2 separate regions of the Pan troglodytes genome follow, and region 2 is linked to region 1. Evidence: chromatin contacts called from public HiChIP or PLAC-seq data. All regions are on one chromosome and are shown on one strand. Each heading gives the region's core, a stretch centred on a gene start, on an enhancer-like site or on the middle of the called end of the contact. The rest is flanking DNA. Distances are from core to core; before and after follow the strand shown.

Evidence for each region. HiChIP or PLAC-seq counts read pairs in DNA pulled down with a chosen protein or histone mark.
Region 2: a contact with region 1 is called in an H3K4me3 HiChIP or PLAC-seq map of stem cell-derived excitatory neurons, with 8 times the contacts expected there. The contact joins two enhancer-like sites. A contact is called at or near these places in 1 of 7 Hi-C or Micro-C datasets (stem cell-derived neural progenitor cells) and 1 of 1 datasets of contacts at active chromatin or transcription factors (stem cell-derived excitatory neurons).

What each region holds. Positions count from the first base shown.
Region 1 is chr10:68,245,767-68,253,019 of NHGRI_mPanTro3-v2.0_pri, forward strand. All of the region lies in intron 1 of STK38L (serine/threonine kinase 38 like), which reads right to left. Among named protein-coding and RNA genes, the nearest start is that of ARNTL2, 42 kb to the left of the region's middle. Within about 2 kb of position 3,560, at least 2 of the 24 cell types and tissues checked have an H3K27ac peak or open chromatin away from gene starts, as enhancers often do. A contact at or near this core is called in stem cell-derived excitatory neurons, where this site is marked.
Region 2 is chr10:68,516,241-68,522,649 of NHGRI_mPanTro3-v2.0_pri, forward strand. MED21 (mediator complex subunit 21) reads right to left here. Exons shown (of 5, transcript XM_001143632.8): 2 at 3,726-3,945. The coding sequence starts at 3,767. Among named protein-coding and RNA genes, the nearest start is that of MED21, 8.3 kb to the right of the region's middle. Within about 2 kb of position 3,526, at least 22 of the 24 cell types and tissues checked have an H3K27ac peak or open chromatin away from gene starts, as enhancers often do. A contact at or near this core is called in stem cell-derived excitatory neurons, where this site is marked.

The DNA.
Region 1 (7,253 bases), core at 2,310-4,809:
CCTCAAGTGATCTGCCTGCCTTGGCCTCCCAAAGTGCTGGGATTACAGGTACAAGCCACCTTGCCCGGCCTTCCCAGCATCTTTAATATGCTAACATGCATCCTGAATCCTCAAAAGGAGGACAGGTGTACAATTTGCAGTAGTATTCCAGTGAACCTTCCCTAGGCATATAAAACTGCAGTTCATAGATAGTTCTCTTCAAATGCTTTTTGGTAAACAACTGCCTGTTACTTTTTCAACAAATATTTGGGGTGGGAAAACCTTAAAAGTACCATTAAAGAGCAACACCCTACGATTGTAGAATGATTTCTGACTTGCCTTGTATTTGTTCTAGCAAGCAGATACTAATGAACAGAGAAAATGTCCAGAAGATCTGTAGCCAATAAAAATTTATAAAGTGGTTTGCCACTTTACAAGTTTGCCTTTACAAAAGGTCAAGACCCAACTCTAGTTGTCCAAGGCCTTATATATTCCTTTCAAAAAGTGAATGGTGAAAAACATAAAAAACCTTTTATAATGCCTCTTGAAAAAAGCACAAAGAAATAACACATGACTCACAGAATTATGCTGTTCACAGTTATGCTTGCAGAAATGGGAGAGAAAGATGTATGTTGAACTTGGGGTTTGGCCTTGGAGGCAGCTGACTGTCTGCCAAGGGGCCTTGTCAAGCAGGCTGTCCTGCTCGGTCTGCCAAGCGGCAAGGTCTGGCCCTCAGCTGCCAGTGTCTCAGGGCAATCAAATTCTGGAAGCCACTTTATCCTAACAAAGTTCACAAAAGACAAATATACAAGACAGAATGCAGTTTATTGATTTACACAGTAAGACACTGAGTAACAAGAAATTAGGTTCAGAAGATTGCTTGGCGAGCATGGCATCAAAACAAAGAGAACTGTTATTCAATTTAAATGTTGAATGGGATTGGGATAAGGTGGAATCTAAAACACACAAGGCTGATGGCTATCTTGCCTAGAGCACCTATGTCCACTGGAAAGTGGCTGTAGGAGATGGTCTGCTACAGACTAGGCCTTCCCAGAATGAAGCCAAATTGGGGGACTAGAGGTGGACAAAACTTTTGAGGAACATTAATGAACAAAACTTTTGAGGAAATTTTTGTGAAACATAAAGAAGTGTTAGGGAATTCAAAACAATTCCAAACAACAGAAACTGTCTGCATTAACCGTATAAAAATAGAGCCAGGCATGGTGGCACATGTCTGTAGCCCCAGCTACTTGGGAGGCTGAGACAGGAGGGTCATCTGAGCCCGGGAGTTCAAGGCTGTGGTGCACTATGGTGGCGCCTATGCATAGCCACTGGACTCCAGCCTGGGTAACAGAGCGAGATCTAGGCTAAAAAAACAAACAAAAAACCCAACAGTATAGAAATACATATGAGGTCATTTTAGATAAATATTTATGGACCTGAGGTCTTCAAAAAAGAAGGTAAACAGAAGATGAGGTTTCTTCCATCATAGGAAGTTGTAATGAGTTTTACTCCAAAATCGGAAGTGGATGTCAAGTAATGAAATATTACTTTTAGACACTATATAATTTAGTAATGATTATGATGTTCTTTCCATTGTAGTTACACATACATGTATGTCTTGTTTAAAAACCAAATAAGGGCAAAATCTCCATCTATTTATCTTTGTAATGAAAGCATTGCAGTACCTGGCAAAGTGATGAGCACACAGTAGGCAGTCTGTAAGTGATGGTAACTCAACTCTAATGTAATAGATTTTAATTTATATGTGTGTTTCATATATAATAATTTCATTTGGGTTAAGAAATACAGAATCATTTGGTATTCTATTAGCCTTCAGAAATAAATCTTACTTAAGAAACACATTTGCAGAAAAAACAAAAATCCCACCCTTACTCATGATTATACAATATCTTGTATAGTTTAGCTTTAAAGATTAGCTTTAAAAACAAGATTAGCTTTAAAAACAAGATTAGCTTTAAAAACAAGAAAAATTTGTTTCCTTCTTACCAGACACAGACAGACTTTTAAAAAATTTAAATTATACAAAACTAAGAAGTGATCAAATTATTACAAAGAATGGTCTAGATGACTGGCACTTATTGTATTGCAAATGTGTTCCTTTAATGGATTTAACACTGTTCTTTTTGTTTTATTAAAGCCCTTTCTTTGGCCAGAAAAAGAACAGGATACAATTTGCAAGTCTAGAATTCCTGGACTGATAAAAACAACACAAGGTGCCCTTGAATTTCCTGTTCACGTGTGTTTTCTCCAGACTGCTCTATTCATTAATGGAGACACTACCAATAGTTAAGTCCAACATTCTTTTTTATCAAGCCTGGGGAAAGGAGATAACAAATCTGGCACTCAGGCCATTTATAAATAGATGTGGTATCTCCAACCATTTACCATCAAATTTCTAAAGGAAGAAAATAGAACTGCTTTACCTGGCTGTAAAACAAATTATTTAACTGGTGATTTCACCTTAGTTTTCACATACTGCATTTCAGAGGAAGGAGTGTCCTTAATGCTACTATATTGCCTTGTAGTATAAAAATTCGCCTAAATTCAATTCACTAGTTGCAATCATAATGCCCTAGGCTACAATAAGTCCTCAGATTGTACACTGTATAAACTGGGTCCCTAACGAAAGGGCAGCTACAGCTTCTTTCCTCTCTGAGGCACAGTCTAAAAAGCAAGAAATTCATAGGTGAAGTTTCAAATCCCAGCATTAACTTTCACTAATTGTTTTATTTTCAACCAACATTTATTGCAGATATATACCATGTTGACTGTATGAAGTGCTGAGAATAAGACTGATAAAACACAGTTCCGGCCCTTAGGGAGTTCATGATCTTATGGAGACACAAAGTAGGGAGAAATCAGTGCTTCAAGAGGAAGGATAATCAAAGGTTTAATACAGAAGGTGATGCCTGAACTGAATCTTGGAGGGGATGGGGCTATAGTAAGAGTTCACCAGTCAGATGGACTCAGAGGAGGAAGAGCTGTAAGGCATGAAATACACTGACACACTTAAGCATACCGATAGACTGAGTATATTTGATTAAATGGCAGAAGATGAACGTAGAAATAAAGAACTTTTTTGTCACGTTAAAAATTATCCTGAACATAAATGGGAATCACTCAAGGCTTTTAATTTAGTGAAAACCTAACAGCCATTAAAGAATATTTATTGAGTTTTTACCCAAGTACCCAGAATTCTTCTAAGAATATTACATTCTTAGAAGCATTTAATTCTCCTAACCAGCCCTCAAATCCTATCTGATTTGCACTTCGGATAGATTATGCTGGTACAGGGAGGATGGCCAAAAGGCTGGAAGTACAGATCAGACTAGAGGAAGTAAATCTGCTCAGGAGGCTTAATAATGAATAGTCAGAGATTACAACCTGGTAGCCTGCAGAATCATTTTGTTAGGCTTGTGCTACAATTTAGAAAGTAGAAGGTTTCACATGAAAATCCAGGTTTCTGGTTTCTCCTGAAAAGTCTGATCTGTCCACAATGAGCTCTGTCAGCTCCACAATGACAGCTGGAGCAGAGCTGCAGCCGGCCCCTTACAATACAACATCCCACCCGTCCACCAACTCTCCATTCCCACGTGCCCAGACTCATTCACTTTTTATTACCCACATTTTATTACCCACCTGCTTCCTTTACAGCACATTTGAGATTACAGAATAGTGAGGGACTAACTAAGATAGTAGCAGAAGTGATGAAAAGAAGCCTCAGTTAGTCAGCTGGAAAGACTAAAATCTGTAATTATCTCTAAGTTTCAGATGTGGATGACTGGGTAAATGATCAGTAAGGACAGAAAGTATAAGAAAAGCTAGTTTAAGGCTAGTTTAAGAAAGTTAGTTTAAGGCTGATCCTGTCTGAGTTATTTAACCTGAGTCAGGATCCACATTTCTAAAAAGGAGATCATAAATGCCAACCTTATAGGGTTGATATGACGCTTTGATGGTGGCAGAGCACAGGATGAAAGGCCAGATTGCCTGGGTCTGAATTTTGGTGCAGCCATTCACTAGCTGTGTCACTTTAGGCAAATTAAACTTTAAACTTTCTGTGTGTCAGTTTCCTGTTAAATAAATATAATAATAGCCACCTTGTGTGCATGCTTATTATGATAATATAAGACTTAAGATAATTCTAAAAGTTAGTACTTGTAAAAGGACTGAGATACGTCATGTGTTTGATAAATCAATAAATCAGTAAAAAATATTTTTAAAGTATCTCCTAGCACATATTAATGCTCAAAAATTATTAATTTTCTTCCCTTCCCTGCTCAATCTTCCTGCTCATCCCTCCTGCCTTGGGCTGCTGCCATTGTCAGTTAGTTTGTAAATTTAATCTCTAATAGACATTCCCTCTCTCTTCTGATCTTAGCCTACTTCTTTGACAAATTAGATTACTTCTAATGGAGAGGGGAGAGAAATGTAGCAAAAAGAAATATTTAAAGTAAAAAAAGAACTCTTGGTAGAAGCCTTACTAGAAGTTAGTAGTGATTTGGGGTAGAACTAGAGGTAGAGGTGTTCCAGGGAAGAGCTAACCCTTTCTCTCACAAAAGAGTGATTCTCATGAGGCAACACACACCAATTTATTTGTAATCTCTTTACTGTGTCTGCTGTTAATAGCTTTTGTTTTTATTTAGCGTGGCCCTCTCCATGTGGCGTATGCCCTGATCACTAGACCAGAGGAATGCATTTCATAAACAGACACCCTTGTCTTTGCTCCTTCTGTGAATCATAAGGTTGGTGATGATGGCACAGTGGTGCTGAACTCAACATTAGCATTTTCATTTTCAAAACTGTTTTCAAAATAGTTTTCCTATGCACAAAAATATAGTTCAATGGTTGAGTACCTGAAAGCTTATTTGGCTGTAGTAATGATGTTCATGGCAGAATACCTGAGTTTATTGGTCCAAATAATTACTAAAAATCCCTCTGAACTTCATTTTTTTTTAAACTTGCAATGAGAAGGGGAAAGTGTTTATAAACCAAATGCAAACAATTAAGAGGTAAATTTACCAAAGCAGCAATTTTATTTAAAATTCTATTTACCGATCTTAATGTTTAGGTAAACTATCACCCTGTCTTTCTCAAAAACATTCAGAAAGAAGCAGTCTATTCTTATAATATTTATAAAATTTAATTGTTCTATTGCTATATGCCTATCTGGTAGTGCACTAGATTTTGTCTGCAAAAAAATGTTCAGCTGAATCAAGTCATAGTTAACTTTAAAAAATTACCTCAGCAGAAATGCCACATAACTTCAAATACTTATAATCTAGCACCTCGATGGGAAAAAAAAATCAATGCCAACTTTTAGATAGTATGGGCATCCCTAAAAGAATTTTAAATCAGTTTCTATTACTGACACACACACGAGCACATACAGAAAAATATTTGTCTTGATTGACATAAAAGAGAAAAAAAGCCACAATTTGCAAGAAGGGGGAGTAAATGGCAGGGGGGAGGGAGATGATGGGTAATGAAGGTGAGGGGAGACCAGAGTGAGTATGTCAACATTATTTGTAAAGGAGGAAATATTCAGAGGTAAAACAAAATGAAAACAACTGGGAAAAAACAAATTTATAAATATATATATAAAATGATATATCTTTGTTATTCATATTTAATTATAAAATATATACAGAATTTTATAGAATTTATAAAGATGAATTAAGTGGCCTAGGGAAACTTTTGGAGAGCATGAGAGCATGGTTGGGGGAAAGACAGATATTACAGTGATCTAGAGAATTTGGGGCCAACAGGTTTAAACTATGGCTCTGAATTGTGGGTTTGGATGAGTGAGATGATAGCTAGTGCACCCAGAAGGATCTATCCTTCCCTTTGCCTTGTCAGCTGAGCCATGCTTCCATCTATTAATACATCCAGTAACCCAATATCATGAGTTTTCTTCTATATTTTTCACTTTTGTTATAAAGAATATGGGTCCGTCAAAAGTAAGACGAAAGATTTTTTAAATAAGGAAATTTAAAGTTTAAAATAAATGTATGCTTTAAAATGTTAATTTTAAAGACATAAATTTAGAAATGGAAAAATAATCCTGTTCACAAAAGTAGCAAAGAGGAGGAGATGGAGTACAACATTCATAAAATATGTAAGAATAAACTTGGCTGGGTGCAGTGGCTCATGTCTCTGTAACCACTTTGGAAGGCTAAGGCAGGTGGATGACTTGAGGTCAGGAGTTCGATACCAGCCTGGCCAACATGACGAAACCTCATCTCTACTAAAAATACAGAATTAGCTGGGCATGGTGGTGCACACCTGTAGTCCCAGCTACTCGGGAGACTGAGGCACAAGAATCACTTGAACCCGGGAGGCAGAGGTTGCAGTGAGCCAAGATCGCACCACTGCGCTCCTGCCTGGATGACAGAGCGAGACTCTGTCTCAAACAAAACCAAACCAAACCTTGATTTTAAAGTCTTCGCTTAGAATGAGGCAACATAATCATAGATTATGGGAAGAGGAGAAGAGGAGAAGACATTCAATTAATAGTACTGGAACAACTGGGTATCCATTTAGGGGAAAAAATCAAGTCAAGTATTCATTTCACTCCAAAATGCAAAATAAATTGCAAATGGTTCAAAAGGACACACATGAAAACTAAAGGAAGGAAAGAATGAAGGAAGGAGGGGAAGAAATAAAAGTTAAAAAAAATTAAACTTCAAAAAAATTAGAGGAAAATATAGATGAATAACTACTGGATCTTTGGAAGGAATGAGCTTTCTTAAAATGAAATCAGTACAATGAAAACTTGTGCTACATTTCATTCTACAAAAATATGGAATATACATATGTATATACTGTATATCAAACAAGATTACAAGAATAATTTGGAGAAAAACACTGTAAAATAACAATGTCCATTATATCTAAAAGCGCCCAGATGTGGTGGCTCATGCCTGTAATCCCAGCACTTTGAGAGGCTGAGACGGGTGGATCTCTTGAGGTCAGGAGTTTGAGACCAGCCTGGGCAACATGGTGAAACCCTGTCTCTACTAAAAATACAAAAAAAATTAGCCAGGCATGAGGCATGCGCCTGTAGTCCTAGCTACTCAGGAGGCTGAGGCAGGAGAATCACTTGAGCCTGGGAGGCGGAGGTTGCAGTGAGCCAAGATGTCACACGCACCATTGCACTCCAGCCTGGGCGACAGAGTGAAACTCCATCTCACAAAAAAAAAAAGTGTATCTAAAAGCATATATTTAAAATACATGTCTATTTATCAAGTAAG
Region 2 (6,409 bases), core at 2,276-4,775, 270 kb after region 1:
TAATGTTGATTAAACGTTTTAATTCTGCAAAGAAACTAAGTTTGGTATCAATCTAGGTAAAGTTAAATTTGATATAAATCTAGTTGAAACAGTTGAAATACAAAATAATCTTTCTTTTCTTGTGATAGTAAAATGATAAGAGAACATTGGCCAATACTTATTGTAAGCCACAAGTAAAGACTTTTTGGGGATAGTGATGGAAAAGAGCAAATTTGACTTGTAAATATCTATGGCATCATGTTTAATAAAAATTTATTTCTCATGCACAAAGTATATGATTCCTTTTCTTTCTTTTTTTTTTTTTTTTCAAGGGTGGCACATCTCACACAAGCATATGAATATCCAATCATCACGCTCATGATTCCTTTTCTGAGACTGGAGTAGTTACAAGTGTAAAGAAATAGTGAGGAAAAGGCTGCTCAGAAAAGCACCTTAAGTAAGCAGAAATGTATTTGTTCAAGACTCAATTTTTAAACTCTTGTACTCTAAAAGTATTCCTTAAGTGCTTTTAAAGATTGGGAATAGCAATTCCTTACCATCTCCAAATTAAATACACCTATCCTCCCTACCAATTTCTCTTACCTAGTCTTGACCTCTCAAACCTCCTATTTCTAATAAGTATTTCCACTGGGTTTCTCTGCCATTGTTTCAATGACAGAACTCAAAGGCAACTGTTTCCTCTTTTTAATATTTAATTTGTATTGAAAGTCTCCTAGTCAACCAATCTAACTTCAGATTCTTACTTTCCTTTGATCTTCATATTCTGCTAATACTACAAATCTTTCTCTTTTCCTTCTATCATTGTTGCTTAGTTCAACCAATTATCTCACACCAGAATTATTACAATAGTCTTCTTGTTGTTTTCCAGTTCACCAGGTTATTTATTTTACCCTGATCAAAACATTTGAGCTTACTCCACCACTGTCTTCAAGATAAATCTCCAACTCAGGCTGTTTTGAAGCTTTCAATAATCTAAGTCAACTCTACTGACTCGTTTTCCACTACTCCTTCATATTTATCTAACTAGTCATAAAGTCACTTATGACTAAATGGCTTTGCCCAGGTTTTGCTAATTGTAATGGAGCAATAAGTGCTCAGATGTATACAAACCTAGGTCCTAATCCTAGCTCTATTAATCCAAGTAGCATTTTTCATTTTTAAATTGGATACATTCTCCTATTATAGCATTGTTGTAACAGAGGAAACACACACAAAAAAATATTCAGCACAGTGTCTATCTTTTCCATCCTTCAAAAGCTTTTAAGATCCATTTAGTCAACAAAAATTTATGGAAAATAACTAAAGTACTGCATATAAACACTACAGAGACATAGTGAATGCGACATAGCTTCTGCACTCACGGTTTTCAGAGGGTAGAACAAATGTTAAAAGTTATACAAATAATTCTGATTAGGATAAATGCTAAGAAGATTCCCCCTATTTTGGTTCACATCACTCCATATTCCAATTTACATCAGAACCTAAAGCTGAAAATACTTAATTCATTATAACTCCCTAACCACATACTGTTTTTCCATCACTTAAATGTCTCCTGAGTATTTGACATTTTTTAACCTCCTTTAGGAGTATCTCTTTGTAAACATGATGGTGCTTACACACAGTAGGCACTCATACTAGTTATCCTAAAGGCTTTTCTCCAAAATCCAATTATCATTATGCCTAACCTGGAGTTAAGGCCATATTCACTCTGTCCTTATTATCCTTCTAGTTACAAGACATGTATGAATATGCAAAATTTTCCCTAAAATAAGATTTCTATCCAGCAGCATCATTACAATTTGATTTCGTAAAACCTCAAAGGAGTAGTTCCCTGAGGAAGGCTGGCTGGCAGCCCAGGCAAGTCCCTGCAGGGTAGAATTTATCTTGGTGAATTCAACATTTAGAGGCTGGTCCTCTCAGCTTAAAACCTAGTGTTATTCACCCAGGGTAGATCAGTTTTATCACAAGTAGATTCACACTCTTCAAGTGTACAAAGCCTGATGTATTAAGAAAAATGCCAAGTTATTAGCTTACAGTGAGGAAAAAAAAAAAACTGGCAAGGAAACCAGGTACTTATGTTTTCCTATCAGCATGTTTTCTCTCTAGCCCCTTATCTAGGACATTACATCACAATCAGACAATGAGAAACATAACTATCAATGGAAAACTATTTAGCAGAAAACAATCTAACTTGTAATGGTAATAAGTACAACCATTGCCGCATGGGAATACCCACTGACGTCTTGGTCAACGGCATGCACGTATTATGTCAGTCCCCTATGGTTATAATAAAGCTGAAAAATTCTTACTGCCTAGTGACAGCGTAGCAGTACTAACGCTGTAGCGCAATGCGTTCCTTAGTGCTTGTGGTGATGCTGCTGTAAATCAACCTACCACACTGCCAGTGTATGAAAGCATAGCACATACAATTATGTGCAGTCCATGACACTTGATAATGATACTAAATGACTTTGTTACTGGTTTATGTATTTACTGTTTTATGGTTATTTTACATTGTACTTCTACTTATTAAAACAAAAAAAAAAAGTTATCGCCAAAACCATGCATTTCTCAGAACATGACCCCTTCATTAGGGGCCCATGACTGCGCATCCTCTGGCTTTGCTTCTACTTTCCACTCAGGCATAGTGTGGAGGAAAAATAACCAGAAGGAACAAAGCTGGGGAGCTACTTACAAGACTTGGCCTTTAATAGAGAGTAGAATCTGGGGGAGACATTAAAAAGGACTTGTAGGCCGGGCACGGTGGCTCACACCTGTAATCCCAGCACTATGGGAGGCCGAGGCGGGAGGATCGCTTGAGGCCGGGAGTTTGAGACCAGCCTGGACAACATGGTGAAACCCCGTCTCTACTAAAAATACAAACATTAGCCGGGCGTGGTGGAGGGCGCCTGTAATCCCAGCTACTTTGTTTGGCTCAGACAGGAGAATCGCTTGAACCCGGGAGGCGGAGGATGCAGTGAGCAGAGATCGCGCCACTGCACTCCAGCCTGGGCGAAAGGCACTGTCTCCAAAGTAAAAAAAAAAAGAAAAGAAAAAAGACTCAAATAAACGGAAAGACATACGAGGATTAGAAGATTTCCTATCATAAATATGTCCCCAAACTGATGTATTCTGAGGGATGGCCAAGAGGCAAGAGATGGAAGGAGACTCTGGGCCCAAAGGAACGAGCTAAGATGAAAGAAAATCTCTCACCTCACCTCAGCATCGCTCCCGCACCAACCTGAAAGCGCTGGTGAAGGAATACTCTCGGCTGACATTTCATTACAAAAACCCAGTCATCCAGAGCATGAGATCTCCCTTGGTGGATTAAAATTGATGAGGAAAGAAAAAAGCTCCTGCTTCTCCTCCCAACCCCCAAAAGAAAGAGAACCCGTAAGCACCACTGGCAAGAAAATAAAACTGTCCTCAGGGAACACGACAGGACCGCGCAGCCCACAAGTCCTGGCGGCCTCACCCGGACAAGAACGATCTTCCCGGTCTCCTCAAGCGAAAGAGACTGCTCCCTCCCGCACCTTCAAGCACCGCCCGGCAGCCGGCCTCAAACCTCCGAGTTCGCGGTGGCGCCTCCCGAGAGAGCGCTTTATGCCGAAGCCCTGTCTCTCAGTCCGCTCCCCACTTCCAAGTTTTGCCTCTTGGGCCCCTTTCCTCCCTTGCTTTACCTCAAGAAAGAGAAAGACAGAGGCTAATCGAATGAAATTCCTCACCGAATTCACAGCGTCCTGAAGCTGCGTGAGCCGATCCGCCATGTTCCTACTGCAGCAAACGGACGCCAAAACAGCGGCTCTTCCGCGACTGGGCAGCTCTGGCACGCGTCATGGCCAATCACAGGGCTGCGTCCTTGGAACGGGTGGGGTCGGAGAGAACTCCCCGCCCCGTCAGGAGTGGGTGGTACTCCCGAGGCGGCCTTTCTAGAGCGGGCTACACCTGAGGAGAGGCTGGATCTTTTGAGTAACTGGGGGAATGGTCTGGGGTCCAATCTCTTTGAAATACAGTCCAAGAGCCGAAATACTCCCCTTGGGGTTGTTAGGTGTTAAAGGCTTCAGAGATTGTTGGATTCTGCGGGGATTTTTTTTTTTTTTTTAGTAATTTCTCGTACCCTCTCGTGTTTATTTATTGACCAAATTGAAGAGTAAATATATTTTATTTATTTATTTATTTATTTATTTATTTATTTATTTATTTATTTGAGACGGAGTCTCGTTCTGTCGCCCAGGCTGGAGTGCAGTGGTGCGATCTCGGCTCACTGCCAGCTCCGCCTCCCGGGTTCACGCCATTCTCCTGCCTCAGCCTCCGGAGTAGCTGGAACTACAGGCGCCCGCACCACGCCCGGCATTTTTTTTTTTTTTTTTTTTTTTTTTGTACTTTTAGTAGAGACGGGGTTTCACCATGTTAGCCAGGATGGTCTCGATCTCCCGACCTCGTGCTCCGTCCGCCTCGGCCTCTCAAAGTGCTGGGATTACAGGCGTGAGCCACCGTGCTCGGCCAAGAAAAATTAGCTGCACAATTTAGATTTAGAGTTGGGACTTACTGAGAGTTTAAGTGTGAAAAATGATAATCGAAACTTGGTATTTAAGGAAATTTAGCCTGAGGATAGTCTGGTAAGAAATGAGTTTGGAATCGGCAAATAACAGGTTTGTAGACTTCAAAAAACTCTCATATCCTCTTTCTCAGGCTGATTATCCGTGATTACCTTCCTGTGGCTGCGGGGAAGGTGGAAGACACAGTCCCTGGGGAACTCAGCTTGTTGGATTTATCCCAACACTTACTGTGAAGCACCACTTCTGCTTCACACCCATGCCCCACCCTCATCCCCAAACAGTCTACAGACTTACTGGAGCCTCATTAAGAACGTGGATGAGGCATGTTCCCCATAATGGGACTAATGAGAAATCACTCTGTAATTTGTTTTCACTGTAACTTGGGGGGATTCTACAACCTTCTCCTCCCACCCTCACTTGAGAGTGTACCTTACGGAATGCCTGCCACATGCCAGGAAGTATATCCAGTGCTCAATTTGCAAAGATGAATAAGCCAAGGACTCACTAAGGAAGGTTTTGCAGTTGTCCAAGATTAAGATGAGCTGGGCCTAGAATAGGGTGTTGACCCTGATAAGCAGGGAAAGAAAGACTAAAATATATTTTTGAGAAAAAAAATTAATATGGATTGGTGACTGACTGGATATAGTTTAGTCCACTCCATAAGAATACTAAGTTTTGCAGCCTGATTGAAGGGAACTTGGGCAGTTGAAGTAGAGAAGCCACTTCAAGACATTCATATTGTGACACAGTTTTTGTCCTGCCATTATCTTCCTAATAGATCTTCCGTGCCTCCACAGAGACCTCAGGTTGATGTCCAACTATCTCTGCCTGGTTTTCAAGATTTACTATAATCTGGCTCCAGCAAACAGACCCAGCCTCACCTCTTGATAATTTTCTGAGTGAAATAATCTGTTTCAGCCAAGGTCCCTGACCCCTTGGTTTTCCTGGTTCTTCAGCCTCTTTCGGCCACGGATCTTTTTAAGAATCAGATAAAAGCTGTGGACCCTTTCCCCAGACCAGACTCTCAACTTAGCCTACATTTGAAAAGGGGTTTAGGAAGCTCTTGAAGCTGTAGACTTCAAGAATAACCCACCTGCCAAATATAGTCTGTGCATCTAGCTCAGGATTTCTCAATGGCTGCACTCGACTTTTCAGGCTAGATTACTCTTTGCTGTGGGATGCTGACCTGTGCATTGTAGGATGTTTAGAGCATCCCTGTCCCTTACCCCTGAGATGCCAGTAGCATCCCTCCAATCCATTTATGCCAACATAAAGTATCTCCAGATAGTCCCAAATGTCGCTGGGGGGCAAAATTGCCCCCAATTGAGAACCACTGGTCTAGCTCTTTCCTCATTCTTTACCTTTCCCAAAGCAATTTCTTTCCTGCTATTTAATCCTTACCCTACCTTTTTAAGTTGTACACTTCTCATATAAATTTTATGAATTGCTAGAGTCCATAGGGACCTCTCCTTTCTTCCTTTCATGATTTGGACACTTTCTCATATGCTTTTTCATTTGCTTCTGTTGCATCGCCAACTGGATTATATGGTTTTAGGAGCAGGAACCCAGTATTACAGATCTCATATTTTAAACACACAATTTTGGTGAGTACTTTCTTTGAAACTTTATATTATTGAAAGTTTCAAAGATATAGAAAAGTAGACAGTATAGTGAACCCTCGCATACCCTTTACAGCTTCAGCAGTGAGCCACTCAGTCAATCTTGTAAATGCTTTGGTTTTTATGACTGTAGCAACTATTTTTTAAGAAAAACACCTTTAGCAATTTTTAAATACCTTTAATACTCACAGTTGCAATTTATTAAATATCTAAACTGTTCTTAGTGCCGGG